Regions from separate parts of the Ovis aries genome. Here region 2 is linked to region 1. Evidence: chromatin contacts called from public Hi-C data. All regions are on one chromosome and are shown on one strand. The core of a region is the stretch at or near the end of the contact, and the rest is flanking DNA. Distances in the headings are between cores, read along the strand shown.

Region 1 (5,011 bases), core at 181-2,680:
ACAATGCCAGCTGCCTTGCAGTTTCCACCCTGGAACGGTGCCCGGGCACACTCAGGGCCCCCGGATTAGCTCACATCACTGAGGGACTTGAGCGAGACCCAGGAGCTTCCCTTTGCCCGGAGATCCAGGTTAGTACCTTCTTCCTTTCTGGCCTGGGTGCTCATCATCCAGGGGGCCATGTTAGTTGAGTCCAGCTTAGCATGTATCAATCTCTAGGCTCAGAACTGCACCCTTTAGTTAACATGTCCTGTAGGATTCTAGAACAGAAAAATGGCGCAGGTGAAAAACTAAGGGTATCTCAGTAAGATATGGCTGTAGTTACTGGTTCATTATTGTAACTAATTTAAGATGTTAATAACAGGGGAACTGGGTGTGGGATATCTATGTATTATCTTCATATTTTTCTGTAAATCTAAAGCTGTTCTAAAAAATAAAGTATACATTAAAATTAAAAAAAAAGGTTAAGTAAATAAAAGAACTGCATTTTTCTTTCTAGACTAGCACACACCACTAGGCCTTCCTGGGAGTTATTGGGCATAAACATGAGTCTCAGGTTAAAGCTGCTCTCCTCAAATCCCTTGACACCAAAGGCTTGTATCCTTCCTGATTTTCTTATGAAATCTCCTAAATCAGCCTCAGTTCTGGCAGTCCAGACCAAGTCTGATTCTTTCTCTGCTGTGGGGCCTTTGCACTGGTTCTTCTCTATGAAACACTGTCCATCTGTGAATGGCTGACTCCTTCTTGTCACTCAGATCTGTTTGCATTTTTTCTCCTTTTCAGAAAGGAGAGAACAAGGATCTCACCTAATAAAGATCAACCTCACTCATGCTGTTTTATTTCTCCCACATCATTTCCACTGATGATTATCCAGTGCTGATAATGCCCTCACACGAGACAGTCCAATGGGAACTGGAAAGAACCATAAGATCTGCAAGGTGGGGAAGCGGACCTCATGTTGTAGTCGCGTTAGTCAATCAGTCATGTCCAACTCTTTGCAACCCCATGGACTGCAGCCCACCAGGCTCTTCTGTCCATGGAAATTCTCTAGGCAAGAGTACTGGAGTGGGTTGCCATTCCATTCTCCAGGGGATCTTCCCAACCCAGGGATCGAACCCAGGTCCCCTGCATTGCAGGCAAATTCTTTACCATCTGAACTACCAAGGAAGCCATAAAGGGGAACCTTAGTGGTCATTTAATCTAAGTGCTTGGCTGATGAGAACTCTCACATTCCTTAATTCTGGTGGGTGTTTTGTTTAGTTTTTGCCTGTTTACAATGGTTACAGAGAGCTGGTGCTACTGCTGCTGCTGCTAAGTTGCTTCAGTCATTTCCAATTCTGTGTGACCCCATAGATGGCAGCCCACCAGGCTCCCCCGTCCCTGGGATTCTCCAGGCAAGAACACTGGAGTAGCTTGCCATTTCCTTCTCCAATGCATCAGAGTGAAAAGTGAAAGTGAAGAGTGAAAGTGAAGTTGCTCAGTCGTGTCCGACTCTGTGTGACCCCATAGATGGCAGCCCACCAGGCTCCTCCAACCATGGGATTTTCCAGGCAAGAGTACTGCAGTGGGGTGCCATTGCCTTCTCCGACAGAGAGCTGGTGAGCAATAATTCTGTCCCACTGAAATGCTTCTGGGCTGTACACATTTGACTCTCAGAGCAGGCTATGTAGGTTGAATTAGCCCTGGTTTCAATTAAATTCTAGGTAGGTCATATCCACCTTCAAACAGGAAATTTTCTCTGCTCCTTGCCAATGCAAGAAACCCATTCTTCCCAAGGGACAGTCGTCTCTGAGGGTGTCACAAAAGACCTGGGAGCTTAGCTCAGGAAGTTTCAGGGATCCTCTAATTCCTCTTCTTGATCAGGAAGTCGTGCTCCTAGATTACCTTCAGGCCTGAGACCAAAGGCTCACCCACACTTTGAGGTGAAGATGAGGGTGGGTAGAGGGTACCCCATTACAACTGAATTTCAAGTAAACAGCAAATAATTTTTTGCACTAAAAATATTTCATGGGACACCGTTATACTAAAATCTATTCATTGCTTATCTGAAATTCAAATGTAACTGGAAAGCCTATATTTTAACTGGCAATCCTACAGATGAGGGATCAGCATTAAAACTAATGACTCCCCTAAGATGAAACCTGGGATTAAGGAAAAAAGAGGCCACAGTGAGCCGTGACTTTTTGAGGAGAGGAATGAAGTTGGTTTCTTTCACGCTAATTAAGCAATCACAAACGACCCCATCAGAAATCTAAACTCGTGATTAACATGGGACTCGAGACCAGGGGGAAAAAAAATGAAAAAGGTTAAGAGCCAGAGAAGCAATCTTCACAGAAACGGCAGCCAGCAGACGGAGTTGGTCCCAGGAAGGCAGGTAAGAGCAAAGCCTTTTCACCCACTCTTTCAGAACAGAACAGGCTTTGGCAGATTCCAGTGGACTCCTCCAGCCTTTCTGATACCTGGATGTCGGCAGAATTCTCCTCAATATTCACAATTCTCCGACTTTTAAGGGTTCACAAAGTCTCCTCCTAGGTCCTACCTCTAGACTGCCCAGAAGCAAAGCAGAGAACCAGGAAAAGCAGTTGTTCAGGCTGTAACTGGCTCAGGAACAGCTGTGTCTACTCCCTTAAGAACCACTTTTCTTGGCTCAGGTAGGATGAAGTACATTTGCTGTCCCGCCACTGTTTGCCAAGGCTCGAAACTGGAGGTATAGATTTACAGAAACGAACTTAATGCAGAATTCGTTTTGTGTCTGTCATTTTGAACAGAGTTCATCCCCACATTATTCACCTGAGATGATCAGTAAGGTCAACTGTGACTTCTTTACAACTGGGAAGCGCAAATGACACATGCAATGCCCCAAGGAAAGGGTTCATGGGGTGAACTCTCCACTCCCCTTTTCCACTTCTATTCAGCTGTTTTAAATGGGCTCATTAATATAACTCTATGGGGATCAGACCTATGCAATTCACAAGAACAATAAAAGGAATGAAAAACGCACAATAGCAAGGAGAGAAGAGAAATCATTGTTGGTTTTTAATAAGCACACTCTAATAATGACCACTAAAGTTCATGAGCTTTTTACTTGTTTGTATCATAGTTTAAAATTTCATATTTTGGGGACAGTTTCCTTTGTTGGAATTAATGGGCTTGAAGGATGCTGTGCTGAGACACATGCCCATTATATCATCATAGCCTTTTATTTGTCCAAGGATTGATATAAAATAATACCTCTGGAGAGAAATAACTCCTCTTATTAATCTGTCTTGAGCCAGGGAAAGTAAGGAATGAATTAAAATGCTTTTTGTTTATTTCTCTACAAGTTTGTGGTATAGAGTCAAATTAATTCTCAAATCACAACTCAGTTTGAAAGTTTTTTCCTTTTGTTTGTGGTTTCTTCTTTGAACTTAAATTTCAGTTGGTAGAAAGGGGTTAAAAACCTGAGCAATTCCCACTTGACATCTGTGAAAGAAACAAGTACGAGTCCTTGCAGAGAGAGAAAACAGAGGGTTTGGATATCGTTTTCAGTCACCTAGCGAGAATGTCTTTGTGGGTGTTTTTGAGATGGTAAGAACACTCTGGATGCATGAAATGACACCTGTGTGTCCCTGCTGCTAGGTGTCCCGTGGCCTGACCCTACAAGATGCCAAGAGAAGAGGTTCACTTCTTCTATGGTTCCCCCAGGAAAGGGCACAGCCACTCTTATGTCACGACTGAAGAGTAAGTTCAAAATCAGACCCAGCGGGGTTACAGTTTGCCGTTTGCTGACACAGCCTTTGGCTTCCACCAGCACATGTTGGTCCGTAAATCTCTCTAGTGTTTATTTCTCCAGAAATAAACCTGGCAATGAGGTAAGGAGACCCTGAGGTCCTACAAAAGGTCTCAGGTTTCTCTGAGGCCAAAGAGGCAAAGAGGCAGGGAAGGCAAAAACCTGGATCTTGCCATTTTTGTTGCATTCTTGGCTATGAGGCCTTTACTGTGGGTTCCCAGGCTGAAAATCCTGTCTGAGAGCATGATGCCTCTGTCCTCAAGCCTTGCCTGACTGCTCCACTTGGGCTCCCAGAGGTGGTTTGCAGATAGAACAGAGGCAAGTTGCCAAAGGACAGTGAGGTTGAAGGGCAGGTGCGTCCCTCCACCTGCTGACTGAGTCCAAGGTGAAGAGGGTGGTCATAACCTTTGCATCAATGCTTTACCCTAAAGAAAGGTGTTTTGTATTATGAATTATTTAAAAATAAGTATTTGCATGATTAAACATTTCTAAGTGCTAAGCAATGTATACCAGCTCAAGATGCTATTCTCTCCTTTGAAAAAAATCTTACAACCTACTGGGAGAGTTAGGCATGGGAGTAATTTCATCAGGTATAAGTGCTGTGACGGGGACATAAGCCACAGGACATACTCTGCAAGGTGAGAGTGGGCAAGGGGTGGTGGCGGTAGGAGGGGCCCCTCTCTGAGTGGAGACTCCATCAGGACAAATGAGGAATCTGGGTTTTATTTGGACCATCTCGTAAGTGATCTGCTCAGAACTTCCTGCAAACCTGCTGTCTTGGGAGAGAACTGTTGAATTGCTTTACTGGAGTGAACTAGCAGGGGCAAGAGAGATGGAGAACCTGTCAAAGGCACTGAAGAGGAATTCAGGCTGGAGTATTTCTTCGGAAGACCCTAGTGGGATTCTCTAATATCCCTGCATGGTCAAATGGGATGTGGTGGTGAGATCTTCTGAAAAAAATGTCCCAACAGCAAAAATGTACTCTTGAGGGGTGCAACTGCACATGGTATTAGGTAGTATATTTTTCAGGATTTGCATGATGACTCAACAGACTATCTCTGTGAAACCACAGCTGAGAAGTTCTCAGTTGAGGCGGCACAAGCCACCTATGGAGCTCGTGAAAATGCAGCTTCCTAGGCACTGCTGCCCAAGAGGCTGACTCAGTAGGTCTTGGGGTCAGGGGCCCAGGATCTGTACTTTAACATGCATCTCAGACAACTCCCTTGCAGGAGGTATTTGGGTGAC
Region 2 (5,152 bases), core at 2,444-4,943, 140 kb after region 1:
TTTGTGCACTCTTAACATCTTGTGTTAGGCAGCAGGACACCCTGACACCAAGCACACTGCTTGCCCAGCATCAGGAATTTAGACAAATAGCAACAATGTACATACTTCACATCAAATAGAGGAAAGGTGACAAACATTTTAAGACAACAGAAGCACAGGTTATCACCAAGGTCTGTATTTGATAAAACATGCAAGGTAAACAGAGGCTATAACACTGACTAATCATGGAGAAACACTGGGAAGGAATATAAACTGCTCAGCAGGAAGAGAACAGCTCTCTCAATCATAATAGAATCCACTCACAACACTTAGTTGGAGTTGCTTTTATGGGGGATGATATTCAAGTAATATTAAAGTGCTTCAAGCAAAATTTAGCAGTTCCTGTAAGGCTTCCTGCTGCTCATCATCAAGATGGGAAATGCATTCCAACCATAATTCTTCAGAAGTCTGTACCTGACGTACAACATTAGCTAGGCGTTTGGCACAAGGATCTTCATAGTTAATAGTCTCGTTAATTTTTCCTTCTGCAATTATACTAATTATTTTTGGAAGATTGGAATTATTTGGACCAAGTACAACTGGGTGGTTACTTTCAATTAAGTCACAGAGAAAACTCAAAGTCTGAATAGCTTCCTCTTTATCCTCATGCAGCGGAAGCCATGACAACCAGTGTGGAAGAACTTCATCTACATTTACACAGTTAGGCTTAAACCTCAAAATCTTCCCTACTGCTGAGATACAGTTCTCTGTAGCAATGACATTTTTTTTGGTTTTGGAATTTGCACACTTAATAACTTTTACCAGCAGCGGAACAGCTTCTGAACATAAAGAACGATAATCATCTCCACCATACTGTGCCATAACACCCAGGCCATAAGCAGCAGCTTGCCTGACTTCAGGGTTGTTGTCACGCATATTTAGTAGCATTGGCCACCGAAAATATTCAACATATTTAAATGAAGTTGGACTGCAGTGCTCTATGATATCATCAAATATGCACAATCCCCACTGTCTGTCTGGCCATGGCCTATTAGAACAAATTAGATTTACAATTAATGGAAGTAGCTGTTCAAACCACGGTAAAATCTTTTCCTTGTAAGTACTAAATAAGGAGTGCAAAATATCTGATACTTTGGTCAGAATATAAACATCACATTCATCCTCATCTTGCAGAGACATTTCAACCTGTTGATCATAGTTTTCTTCCTGTCTTTTGACCTGTCTTAGTTCTTGGTTTTTAAAGTGCCCTTCAAGTTTTGCTTTCAGTATTTCTCCCAGTTCTTCCAAGTGTTCATCATTAAGGCACCCATCTCCCATTACTTCAATGGATTTTGCAAAAGAATTCATTATTTCTGAGAGTACATCTGTATCAGGTTCAGTCCCAATAGCCTTGATTAAGGGATCACATATGAACTGCCACATCTGTGCAAGATACTCTGGCCCCCGAATTCTTGCACATTCCAGGAGAAAAGGCAAGGACTCTGCAGCTGCCACTCGAACATTGTCATGGAAATAAAATTTCAGTAAAGGAACCATCAGTTTTACAACTTGTTCTGTATAGTCCATAAATCCTTCTCTTAACTCCTTAGCATAATAAACCAACATCTGGCAAGCAGTTGCTTTTGCTTCAAGTCCTGAAGTTTTAATTCCAAAACTTTGCTGGTCTCCAAGATTTACAAATTGCCATCCATCATCATCACTCATATTCTCCACATCTTGTGTGTCTAAGAGAGCAACGTCAGGTTTAGCTGAAGCAGTCTTAATAAGAGGCTCAATAACCAGTGGAAGGTACTGTTGAAAATCACTTCCAAGAATTTTACACATTCTAGCCCATGCTGAAACCATGTAAGAGGTCTGAGGGTCATCATCTTCCATATTATTTAACTCTGATTGTGTCTTCAACAATAACTGCATCACATTTGATGCATCTTGCATAAATTTTTCCTTACCAACAGCAAGACCAACATGGCTAATGCATTCAATAGTCTTTCCTTTCAGAAGTTTGAGTTCCTTTTGAACAGCAAGCTCAACAGTATGCTTTAGTGAGGGCATAAATATATCATAGTATGGTACAAATTTTTCTTCTATTGTATCTGCAACTGAGGCAATGGTTGTCACAAGCTGTTCTAAGGCCAACTTAGTTCCATTGCGAATCAACTCTTGAAGTTTAATCACCAAGATGGAATGTAGATTTCTTACCATACTATCCAAATATAGAACCAGCAATGATTTGGGACAGTCTTCAATAAAAATAATAAGCGCAGAAGCTGCATGTGACTGTACACGCTGATTACCTTGATTTTCCATAGTACGCAACAGAGCTGCAATCACAGTTTCATGGAATTTCTTTTGGAAGTTAGGTGCAAAATCTGTAGCCATCTGTCCAAGTGTAGTACAGGCTGCAGCCCTCACCCTTGGATGAGGATCCTGAAGAAAAAGCAAAACAGAGTTAACTGTTTCATCTAAAATTGATTCCATTTGCTGATGGCATCCTTCTCCAATAGCAGATAAGGCCATTAATCCAGCATGTCGGTATTTCCAGTCAGGGCTCTGCAGCATCTGCATGATATGCTCCTTAGTCATTGGTAAAACAAGTTTTCCACCGAGCCCACAAGCCAGTCTGTCTAATGCACTCTCAGCAGCAACTGCATTGCTGTCAAAATCATCTTCTTCCATTTCATCAGCATTTACCCAGTCCTCGTCATCTTGTAGATCAACCATCATTGCTAATATATGAGGAACTGCCTGTGCAATAATATTTGTATGTTTTTTCAACATTGGGGTGGCAGTTTCAGACAAGGTCACTATTACTTCAAGTGCCAGCTGGCGTTGCAGATTACTAAGTCTAGAGTCTCCACATAACTTTAGACTCAGTTGCAGAGTATCTTCTAAATAAGGACCCAAATATTTAGGTACAGTATCTGCAATCTCGACAAGGGATTCTAGCACTGAATCATCATCCTGGTAGCATGAATCATTCACAGCCTGTAAGATTCCAGGAAGCAAGTCTGCAAAGTCTTTGAAAAGACCAATATTATTCTCATTAGCAAGTACAAATGCAGCTGCAGCTCTAGCAGATAATGTCCTGATTGCTGGATGTTCTTGATCTTGAATACACTGGTCCAACAACCTTTTGATGATATCCAAATCGTGCCGCTCCTGGTTCCCAAAAATCCCTGGAAAGTGCCAGAAAACGTGAAGTGCAACTTCCCATAGAACCACATTTTTAGAGTAGATTGAATCAACAAGGAACTTCAGACCTTCAGGCCAGTGGTTAGTGCCATCCTCATCTATCAAATTCCTGGCCAGGACTGCAAAAATGTCACAAAGTTTTTTCCTCATACTAGCATGTGTTTCTAACTTAACAGCCAGTATCAGTTCAATCTTGACGTCCCTCTGAACATCAGAAGGCAAATTTGGATAGACTTCCTCAAACCCAGAGGACAAAAGCCGTCGTAGCAGGGCGGCAGCCATTTGTCTCACCTCATAACCTGCTCTTCTATTTCTGACGGCATCTAAGAGGAATGTAGTCTTACACAGACCTGGGATATTTTCATAGATTTCCTCTGCCTGCCGCCGCACCATACAGCTTGGATTGATCAGGTTCTTCAGAAGCTGGTAAAACTCTTGCTTTCCCGACACGGTCGCCGGTACTCCGGCAGACCCGGACGCCGCCATCGCGTTCTGTCAAAGCAACCGCGACGGGGAAGGAGGGCGGGGGTCTGCGTCCCGGAGCAGTGACATCAGCGAGGCGCCGGCGCGGAGGGGCGGGGCGGGGCCACTTCCTCCCCTGCCGTGGCTCGTCTTGGTCCGGGCTTTGGGAGGCCGGGAGGCCGGTGGCGCGGGACTCATGGGGTCGTGGTGGGAGCGAGGGTCGCTCTCCATCTGATTTCCAATAAAATGAAAATGCACCTATAGAGAGGAAAAAATAAAAGTATGATAATGACTATTAGAATGGGATTATGGGTTTTTTCGTCTTCTATTTCTAAACTATATCTACGGTTGTTACACTGATAATTTTAAAACAGAGCGTACGCCTTGAAAATCTAAGTGAAAGAAGACAATCACGAAAGGCTACATGTTTTATGATTCCTTTTATATGAAAGGTCTAAAGTGGAAAATCCATACAGAAAGTAGATTAGTGTTTGGCAATGGCTGAGGGGAAGAGAGAATAGAGAATAACTGCTGTCAGGAAAGTTCTTTCTGGGTGATGAAAATGTGAAATTGATAGTGGAGATAGCTGCACGACTCTGTGATTATACTCAAACCATTGAATTGTACAATTTAGTTTGGTGAATTGTATTGCATGTGGATAATACCTCAATAAAGCTTTTTATCAAATAAGTACAATAAAAGATAAAGACAATGATTAGCACCCACTATTATATCTAATGCAGTAGAGCAGAGGTGCTCAGATTCAGGTGTGTGTTGGAATCACTTGCTCTGTGGATTATAATAAAGAATGAGAAAGGTATTTGAGTAATGTATGATGAAAAGTAACGTGGGTTAGTAAGATTAGAATTCTGGTCTTGTCTCAAAATTGATTTGAATCCCTGGTCTTGTCACTGAAGTTTTTTTTTTTTTTTTGCAAACTTAAAATGTTTTTACAGTTTTCCTTTTCCTAGAGAGCAGCTGAGGTTATTCTAAGAAATAAATGCCCCTGAGGCTAAATATTGTTTCTTTAATTCAGAAAGGGTTGCTTCCCTGCAATTACCAGGCTCATTAATTACACGGGCTCAGCGGTAAATAATCCACCTGCCAATGCAGGGGGCACAATTTTGATCTCTGGTCCTAGAAGATGCCACATGCTGTGGAGCAACTAAGCCCTTGTGCTACAACTATTGAGCTGTACTCTGCTGCTGCTGCTAGGTCGCTTCAATCATGTCCGACTCTGTGTGACCCCATAGACGGCAGCCCACCAGGCTCCGCCGTCCCTGGGATTCTCCAGGCAAGAACACTGGAGTGGGTTTCCATTTCCTTCTCCAATGCATGAAAGTGAAAACTGAAAGTGAAGTTGCTCAGTCGTGTCTGACTCTTAGCGACCTCATGGACTGCAGCCTACCAGGCTCCTCCATCCATGGGATTTTCCAAGCAAGAGTACTGGAGTGGAGTGCCATTGTCTTCTAGAGCCTGGTAAATAGGAACTGCAACT

What was found. A called contact is a pair of places that touch in the nucleus more often than the background predicts.
Region 2: a Hi-C map of hypothalamus shows a contact between it and region 1, with 3 times the contacts expected there. The contact joins the promoter of RANBP6 here to the promoter of MLANA in region 1. A contact is called at or near these places in 3 of 16 Hi-C or Micro-C datasets (hypothalamus and tail adipose tissue).

What each region holds. Positions count from the first base shown.
Region 1 is chr2:74,040,199-74,045,209 of ARS-UI_Ramb_v3.0, forward strand. MLANA (melan-A) reads left to right here and starts at 1,431. Exons shown (of 5, transcript XM_060409434.1): 1 at 1,431-1,595; 2 at 3,616-3,717. The coding sequence starts at 3,641.
Region 2 is chr2:74,175,453-74,180,604 of ARS-UI_Ramb_v3.0, forward strand. RANBP6 (RAN binding protein 6) reads right to left here and starts at 3,694. Exons shown (of 2, transcript XM_042243432.2): 1 at 3,484-3,694; 2 at 1-2,427. The coding sequence starts at 3,678. The coding sequence ends at 361.